Regions from separate parts of the Gossypium hirsutum genome. Here region 1 is linked to region 2. The links are chromatin contacts, called in public Hi-C maps. All regions are on one chromosome and are shown on one strand. Each heading gives the region's core, a stretch centred on a gene start, on an enhancer-like site or on the middle of the called end of the contact. The rest is flanking DNA. Distances are from core to core; before and after follow the strand shown.

What was found. Hi-C and Micro-C count contacts between places; a contact is called where the count stands out from the background.
Region 1: a contact with region 2 is called in a Hi-C map of leaf, with 2.2 times the contacts expected there. The contact joins the enhancer-like site here to the promoter of LOC107895571 in region 2. A contact is called at or near these places in 10 of 34 Hi-C or Micro-C datasets (fibers, hypocotyl, leaf and 1 more).

Annotation. Positions count from the first base shown.
Region 1 is chrA11:24,048,273-24,053,128 of Gossypium_hirsutum_v2.1, forward strand. It overlaps the pseudogene LOC107895585. Among protein-coding and RNA genes, the nearest start is that of LOC107895600, 18 kb to the right of the region's middle. Within about 2 kb of position 1,654, at least 2 of the 9 cell types and tissues checked have an H3K27ac peak or open chromatin away from gene starts, as enhancers often do. A contact at or near this core is called in hypocotyl and leaf, where this site is marked.
Region 2 is chrA11:24,000,895-24,005,872 of Gossypium_hirsutum_v2.1, forward strand. LOC107895571 (bifunctional nuclease 2) reads right to left here and starts at 3,687. Exons shown (of 9, transcript XM_016820837.2): 1 at 3,322-3,687; 2 at 3,051-3,230; 3 at 2,878-2,930; 4 at 2,730-2,786; 5 at 2,349-2,414; 6 at 2,198-2,269; 7 at 1,750-1,859; 8 at 1,575-1,666; 9 at 890-1,375. The coding sequence starts at 3,589. The coding sequence ends at 1,329.

The DNA.
Region 1 (4,856 bases), core at 404-2,903, 45 kb after region 2:
ATTGTCAAGAACACGCATATTATATACAGCTACTACAAACGAAGAAAAAGAATAAAATAGAAAATATAAAAAATATCCTTGATGGCCTTTTCAATTATATTTCATAGTCTACTGAAAGATACAACAATATCACACAAGGTTGATTGTTTCACAATCTCTTCACAATCTCACCCATACCATTCCATTACATGGGAACAACTGGAAATGGCATATATAGCATGTCTAACAGATACAACATAAGGCTTTTTTTTGGGTTTTTGAGGGCACAACATAAGGCTTCCTGATTGTTCCACAACAGGCATTTTAACTTAAAGAGATAATTACTCGCTCCCCTTCATTCAACAACTTTGTCACAATAAAACACAGAGGTACTGTCCCTTCCCTAATTACAACCATCTTTTAGCCTCATTCCACCAACCAACCTCACTGGAACTGCAGACTCCACAAAACTGAATTCCAGTCAGATATGCATTCATCACTCACATTATTTACATGCTGAAACCTATTCTTGAATGGACCACTTAGATATTACATTTATATTAGATAAATAGATGTGTTAGCTAAATCATTTTACTGCAATTTTAGAAACTGCAACAATTGTAAAGTTATAAGATCAAATCAACCTTGCCGCCTTCTCCAGCATTTTTCAAATATTGCATGCCTTATCGTTTACTCCTGTCATCCTTATTGCTTCTACCATCCTTATTGCTTGGAGTGTACTGACTAGTTGATGTCGGTGAATATCCAGGGGCACTAGGAGAATACCCAGCACTTGGACTGCACACAACATCATAAATCAACAGCAACAAAAGAGATCAAATTTTAAATTTAACACTCCGTCTGCTTACCTGTACTGTGGCGAGCTTGGACTGTAGTCTGGGCTCACTCCAGAGTTGTATGGGCTGGTTTCAGAAAATAAAACAAAAAACAGTCTGTCAAAAGGCATTAGAACAAATTTGGTAATAGAAGTCTGTAATAACCATTTGCTTTAATCTGAAAATATCACAACCGCAGACATATCTCGTTTAAAACTTCCAAAGTTCACCTATTCAATTACATAGAAAAAGATGAAAAGTCACCTGCTAGGACTGTATGTTGGGCTTGAAGGGGAATAAGATGGAGAAGTCGGTGAGTATGATGGTGATGTTGGACTGCAATATAGAAGAGAGAACTTAATTGAATCAACAACAAAGTCGCACGCAAAAATATAAGCGATCATATATATATATATATTCCTTAAAACCAAGGAGAACCGGGAATATACTACAACAGTCACACCACCCGAGCGCCAGCAGCAACAAACAAAACAAAGAAGCAATCTTAGTCTACCATGACTTACCTGTAATTAGGTGAAGTTGGACTGTAAGGACTGGAAGGAGACAACCTTGGACTACTTGGTGAGTATGCCAGAGACGGACTGTACTTGGCTGACTGCGGGTTGTAACTTGGAGAGGTAGGGCTATAGCTTGGTGATGTGGGACTGTAACTTGGTGAGGTTGGACTGTACCCAGGAGATGTGGGGCTATAAGCAGGTGAAGTAGGGCTATATGAAGGAGATGTGGGGCTATAGGACGGTGAAGTAGGGCTGTACGAAGGAGATGTCGGGCTGTACGATGGAGATGTAGGGCTGTATGATGGAGAAGTGGGGCTGTATGCAGGTGAAGTGGGGCTATATGCTGGTGAGGTAGGGCTATATACGGGTGAAGTGGGGCTGTAGCTGGGTGAAGTGGGACTATAGCTGGGGGATCTGGGACTGTAACTTGGAGAAGTAGGACTGTAACTTGGAGATGTAGGGCTGTAACTTGGAGAGGTAGGGCTATAGCTTGGTGAGGTTGGAGAATATGAGGGGCTGGTAGGAGAGTAGGCTGGACTTGTCGGACTGTATCCTGGTGAGCTAGGACTGTAAGTAGGTGATGTGGGGCTGTAACCAGGAGAGGTGGGACTGTACCCAGGAGATGTAGGACTGTAACCAGGAGAGGTAGGACTGTAACCAGGTGATGACGGACTGTATCCAGGAGATGATGGGCTGTAACCAGGGGATGACGTAGGAGAGAATGCCATTCCACCAACATAAGGTGAGAACTGTGCATCTGAAATGGGTGAGAGACGAAGATTTGGGCTCAGCAAGTAACTTGGAGACATCATGCCTTCATGATAAGGAGTTCCTGACACTGGAGAACGAGCAGGTGTCATGCCAAATTCCAGACCTTCCATGTAACTAGGTAGCTGAAGTTCAATGGCATTCTTCAACATCTCATCATTGAGATACAAGGCACAGTCTCCTGTGCCAATTGGTGCAAGCTGGCCCAACATTATATTCTCTGTTACACCCCTCAAATAATCCGACTCAGCATAAACAGCAGCATCAAGGAGAATATCAACAGTTTCTTCAAATGAGCACCTCATCATAGGTCCTGTATCATTACGGTTGATGCCATGACGGGTGATGGCCATCAAGTGACCACGATAGGTCATTGTATCACAAAGGATAGCTAGATGCCGATAATTCACATAAGACCCATCAAACGATATCACAACCCGCAATTCATCCAACAAGGACCGGCGAACTGCTTCGATTCCAAGAACTTCAATAACTTCAATCAAGTGATTGCTTGTTGTTCTCCTTGCATCAACATCTTCATGGCACATGACAGCCAAGAGATTGACACCTTCTGTATCCAGCATCCACTCCTCCCCAGTCTTATACCCATCAGCCTCATCAAATTTGCTTGCTTTACTATGTTTAATGAACACCTTGTTGATGTCTGGGATACCTCGAAGGGCCATTTCTGTCAGCATGTTACTCTCAATCTTCTTCAAGAACACATCATCCTCAGCAGACTCATCATTCAATTCACCCTTCGGGGCTTCATCATTCATGATGCGGATACGTAGGATCAACTTCTCTGCATTATCATCATTAAATATGCAAGTCAAATCATCATCAAATTCCAGGTTGATCTTCTCAGCTATGTCAGCCATACTCAATTTCTTATCGACCATCATCTCACGATTCAACTCTATTCGAAGCAGCCAAGGGGATATCTTTTCTGGTGCAACCTCTTCATCTGGCATTTCATAGTAAGACTTAACGAAGTCAATATCCTCCTCAATAATTGTGCTCATTGGATCCGGATCATACCATACTTCGGTAGCGTGCGTAACACTCCGAAGGGTAGTGTATTCTAAAGCACACTGGACATTCTTGGCCTTCTCCTTAGTTTTACTAGCTTCGGGAGAGAGGTAGACAGAAAGAGAAGGTGTCTTGATTTTCTTGGCTACATTAATAATTTCCCTCAACCTGGGGACACCAAGGGTAACATTCTTTGCACTCACACCAGCATAGTGGAAGGTGTTGAGAGTCATTTGAGTAGCGGGCTCACCAATTGATTGAGCAGCAACACAACCTATCATCTCCCCGGGTGCCACTAAGGACTGTAAGAACCGTGACTCTATTTCGCCAATAACCCACTCAAATGCTTCTTTCGTCAATCTATACTCCTGCAACACCCTTTTACTAGCCAAAGTACTGCGAAGCAAAATGCAAAAGAAGAGGGTGGCATTCTTTTGGGCTTCCACACTCAGAGGATCCGCACCTGGAACAACCTTTAACCTTTCCTGGAGCTTATCAACAGAATCTACAATTTCCACTGGATGCAAATCTGACACCCTTCGGAAGTCAACCTTGAAAGTCTTCTGTGCATTCCAGATAAGCCTCTTCAAGTTAACAGGCAAAGGCCAATTACTATCACCTGTGACTGCAATCTCTGTTCCAAGCTGGTATCTATCAGCTTCAAGTTTATTAACTTCAGCATCAAACACATCACGCAATTCTTGGATGGTTCTCAAATCTTCAATATGCTCTGGTAACATGTAAGAAGTTGGATTCCAGTTTTCATCATCTATTTTATATCTGAAGAATCTATCAAATTCTGATTTCTTCATCTTCAAAGAATCCAGCTTCTGAGATTCTATCCATACAGCATCCATACCATCTTCACCGTAGAGGAATTGAATAACATCCCCCAATGAGTTCCTCACAGTTCCATCATATTTAACCATAATATCCTCCATAGCCTTCACAAGTCGCCTCTGTATGTACCCAGTCTCAGAAGTCTTAACTGCAGTATCTATGAGACCTTCTCTACCACCCATGGCATGAAAAAAGAACTCTTGTGGGGTCAAACCACGCAGGTAAGAGTTCTCCACAAAACCACGACTTTCGGGGCCATAATCGTCCTTGGTAAAATGAGGCAATGTACGATCTATGAACCCAAATGGTATTCGCTTTCCCTCAACATTCTGCTGACCAACACAAGCTGTCATTTGGGATATGTTAATGAAACTTCCCTTGGATCCTGCAGTAACCATCGCCTTAAGGTTATTGCTTTCAGACAAACTTTTTTGTGCACTGTTTCCTGCATCGTCACGAGCTTTATTCAACACCTGAAGAAACAAACCACATTGTAACCTACAACAAAATGATGCCAAACCAAAGATAGCTTGAGCAATTTGACTTTAGGTACCTGGTTAACTTTGTTTTCAAAGGACTCCATCATAGTTCTTCCAGGTTCAGGCTCTAAATCCTTGTTTTGGGCTTTAACAATAAGCTGTTTCACATCGTCTTTGGCTTTAGAAATGGTTTCATTAATTTTTTCCATTGTTGCTGCATCAGCTATTGTATCCCCGATACCAATACTAAAGGCATTCTGCAGCAGCCAATAATTGACAAGCCATTGTGTATGTCCCAAAAATTTCCGGGCTGCATCTGGACCTACCTCTTCCCTATAAAAGAATATTAACAAAATCAATTATTTCAATATTTCAAAATATTAATGGGATTAAGGACAAAGCCA
Region 2 (4,978 bases), core at 2,437-4,936:
TTAGTCATACACCAGATCTGTATTTTGTTTTTAAACTTGTTTCTCAAACTTGTGTGAGATATTTCACTAATTTGACAAACTCTATAGAGGCAGGGGTGGGCTACCAACGGTGGGGAAGGGGGAGAAGATGAGAGAGGAGGAGGGAGAAGGGGGAAAAGGATGGTGAGGCCATGGCTACCTGCCGCCAGTCCAGCCAGTTGCCAAGGGGAGCTCTCATTTTCGGGGCAGCGAAATGGGAAGATTTTCTTTTATACCAACTTTTTGGATGATTGATATGATGATATTCTTTTGGTTTGTGGTTGACGCTTTTTTAGACGTTGGGGTGTTTACTACACGCGTATAGGGAAGCAGCAGCTGCATATGGGGTAATTGGCAAATTTTGGATATATTTTCTACTTATTACAAGTATTTGTAGCAAACTACATACTGCTCCCTATAGACATGGTGAATATAAAGGAGAAAATATTCAATCAAGTATTTTCGCAATAAGTCTGAATGAATGAATAAATACACGCATTGCACGGGGTATACAATGATGGTTTTGCACAGAAAAACATGCAGTTGATGGTGTATTAGGGTCCAAACCCGAGCTTCTCGACAATTATGTATAATTATTTGGACAGTTATGTTCCAGGCTTACTCAACAGTAGCGGAGAGTTCCATTGTTGCCTGGCACCAGCCAAATGGATTATCATTTTATAGGAGCAATTCTCATCACTGCTGTTATTAGCATCATTTGCCATTTGTTAATTTAAGGATGGATAATGACGACCTTGAGGTAAGGGATGAAGATATGCTATCGCCATGCACGGAGAGGAAGCCTATGCGTTGTGGGGAGATAGACAGTGAAAGGACGCCATTGCCAACACAGGCGGATATTTACATATGGTGAAAAACATAATATCCTTTTCTACTATACATCATAAAATCAAAAAGTACAAAGAAAGTCAATGGTAGGCAGCTCCATGTGTAATTAGAATATTTATAACCTTCGTGATCATGGACATGCACTATCCTAGTTACCCCTAATCTTATAGGCAACATTTCTAAATTGAATATGTACATTATTTACTACAGTTTGTAAAACATGATTATGCATCCATTCCACTTCCAGGAATGACTCCTCAGGCTTAACTAGAACAGTGAAGGTTCCACTCTCAGAGTAATGAGTCTCAGGCCTCGCACCTTCCTGAAGCTCTACAAACTACAGCATTTCGAGCATGAACTGAAACACCAGAACTAACAACATAAAAACGCAAAAAGAATTCGATCACAAGCAAGCCAACCACCACCAACGAGTGCACAACCGTGGATACATCAGTAAACAGTTACTGGCCATAATCGCGTAGCTTCATTAATTTCTCTCTTAACTTTGCTGCAAGAAATTAAATAAATATAATTTTATCTACTGTTAGTAAGCAAGAGCTTCAGTATGTCAAAACAAAGGAATGAAAAAAAAATAGCATTGTGACTACTTCATTTAATAAATTTATAATTGATAGAAACAGAATATTCTCTCTTTTTTGCCTTTTGGAGTGTTTTTTGGTCAGAAGATGGTATTTTATTATTATTACCTGCATCAGTGTATCTTTCTTCTTTGACAGCTAAATCCATATTCCTCACCAGATCCAGCTCCTCTAATAGAAAATCAGGACCATCTGCAGCACTGAAAATATATAACCATGCTTAGAGTCACTATGTGCCACACAATTAGAAGAGAAGACAACACAGCCAGAATAAGCAATATACCTGTCAAGAGATACATCATAAGTAGACTTTTTGTCAAGCACTCGGCCCATCCCGTAGCCAATTCTAATAGCATCTGCCAAGACAATTTGTTTGTTCACATATATTGGAGCCTGCATACAGGAAAAACAGATTAGAAGCTTTGGATTGAACCTTGAAAGAGCCGTTTGTCATTGGAATGAGAGAGGCAGATTGCAAATTGGAAATACTGGACTATCTGACCACAGTTCTGGAATTATCAGCATATGTACAAAAAATGCAAATGCAACCACTTACATATGTAAAAGGCCATACTTAATACTGACCAACCTACTCAAACTAAATAAGGCAGTCTTGTTGAGACTTTATACTGGTGCAAGTCAAGACAGGGAAACGGTGTAAGACTAGAAAGCAAGCAATTCCCTCTCATATTTCATGGTAATTGCTTTATGAATAATATTCCCATACGCACCTTGCATCTGTTAGCCACATTTATGGCATCTGAGGGTCGTGCATCCACAATTATGACATCATTTTCCCCTGGCTGTAAACATAAGAATAATAAATGAATCAGGTTCCTGTATCACACCAAGGAAATATACATATACACACAAGATAATCACCTTGCTAAAATACAATTTCGCAAAGTAAGTATTGACGACTCTTTCTGTAATTCTCACCATTTTAACCTGAAATGAAGACATGTAAAAATCAATGAAAAGAGATGCTTACACAACAAAGTGTCAAGTTTTCCTAGGTTAAAGCTAGTAACTCCGTAAGAGTAAAAACAAGTTAGGGTTTAGGGTATATTGGGCTTTGTTATCCCCTTTCTTATTTTACAAATTTTTGTTACTTATCTCCCTCCATGTTCAACACTCGAGAGTGTTCTTCAATAGACATGCGATGTAAAGAAACAACTAAAGCAACTCAGCAAGCGACTGATAAAAGCTACAAAGATTTCAACAGGTATTAATGATACAGGAGAAAAAAAACGAAATCCATACTTCATATCCAAGCTTCTCCACAACATTATTAACAAGCTGAAACTGATCAGGGGTATCCTGAAAAAAAAAATAACAAAATGTCCAGAAGTTTATATACAATGAGTCGTCAATAACATCTTAAAATAAAAGTAACAGATTAGTAAGTTACCCCTTTATTATCTCCCCAAAAGGCAGCTATGAGTTTTTCCACAGAGAATTCCCCTGCAACATTAGATTAATTAGAATTAGTAAGAAAATAGATCCAACCAACAACGATAACTAATTGTAGTAAATAAGAATAGGGTAGAATTTTTTATTTATTAATGATAATTATTATTATACCTACAACAATGGGTAGCAAGAACTCCCCATCACAAGGAATCTTAAGAAAAATAGTTGGACTGGGAAAGCGACTGAGAAAGGCCTGTCCTATTGAAGTAATTTTAGCTCTGGACATGGGAAACACTCCTTTTACGTCCTGTTGAAATCCATGCCTCCACATCCGGTAGTGTAAAATAGTTTCTGCACCTCCAAAACGAATCAAAACTCCAAATTATCTCCAAGAAAAAAAAATCAATGGAAATTGAAAGATAAACGGGAGGCACTCGTAAACCTGAGACGAGAAGAGAAGCTTCGAGAAACTGGTGATCTCGATTGTCACCATTACTAGATTGGGGGCGGAAGCTACCATGGGCGGAGTGGCAAGAAACAACAACGGGTTTAGGAGAAGGACGGCGGCGTTTCGTCGTAAAATGCGAACACAAGGAGGAGGAGCGGAGGCAGGAGGAAGAAGCGGTTGGATAAGGAGAAGCAGCAGTGTATCGGTCGGAGGAAATCGAAACAGTGGCGATTGTACGGACGTAAAGCTGAGCACCAAGCATTATGTGGGAAACGTGGAGAGATAGCGATAGGATACTGAGAAAAGAAATTTCTTCGATTAGGAGATTTTCTTTCTTTTTCTTTTTCCTTTATGTTTGACGGGAAAATAAAGGAAGTTGGTATTTATAACATATAGCGTCAAGTGTTACGTTACTGGAGAAAGGTTTAATTTAAGATTTGGCCATTGAAGTATAACTATTTTTTTACTTTAGTACTTAAATATTTTTTGTCCCAATTTAGTATCTAAAGAATGTCTTCATTATATTTTTTAGTCCATTTTTTGACTAATGTTAAAAAATTATCTTATAGTTAATCACAAAGTTCCACATGGTATCTTTATATAAAAAATAATTTTTTTATTAAATCTAGGCTTTTTTTCTTGTATAATATAAAAATAATAAAAAATTACCAAAATAGTATCCTAATCCTATTATTTACGAAAATGGTATGGCGTGGGTGGTGAAGAGGCGGCACCACCCTTGCTTTTTGACCCCAGTCATTAGTCTATTATGCAAAAAGAAAATTAATTTTTTTAAGGGTGAAGGGGACCTGACAAGCAGCACCGGTGGAGGCATCATAATAAGTGGCACCGCTTTGCACCGGAGAGACGACCTGAACTAAAAATGTTTTCTTTATAAAAGAGTCATGGTCCCCTTAATTGAAAAAAAAATTAAGGAGAAGAAGGGAAGAAGCCGTAGAGAAGAGAAGGGAATAAGGGTTTTAAAAAGTTAAAATGTTATTTTTGTAGTTTTATTTTGGTTAGGTTAGGATTTTGAGAAGAGGCACCAACAATTTTTTTAAAGGTAAATTTATTTTTTATAATTATAATTTATTTGTTTAATATTTTTCAATACTTATTATTTGTTCAATTTTACAAGTATAAAAAAATTTACAAAAAAATAAACAAATATGGGTACTAAAAAATCAAACAAATAACCAATAATTTTATATTGATGCTATATGAACGTTTATCAAGTAATAAAAAATAAATAACCAATAATTTTATTTGTTTGGCTAAAACATGGGTGCCAAAAAATAAACAAATAAAAAAAAATTGCTATAAAATAAAGAGAGATAAAGAGATTAAAGAACAAAATAAAAAAAATAGGAAGCAATAGATAATGTATTTTATTGATCAATGGAATGATTACAATGCTTCAACAGTCTCTATTTATAGGTATAAGAAGTATAAAAGAAGTAGAAATCCAATTCTAATAAATATTAGAATTTAAAGTACGTCAAAACTTTATCTTGATCATGATGGACATCCACTTAATAAGATATTCATAACACTCCGTATTGGATGTTCATTGTTAGATAATGTGCCTCGTTAAAACATTATTAGGAAAAACTTTGTGCGATAAAAATCTAATGAAGGAAAAAGAGTAAGC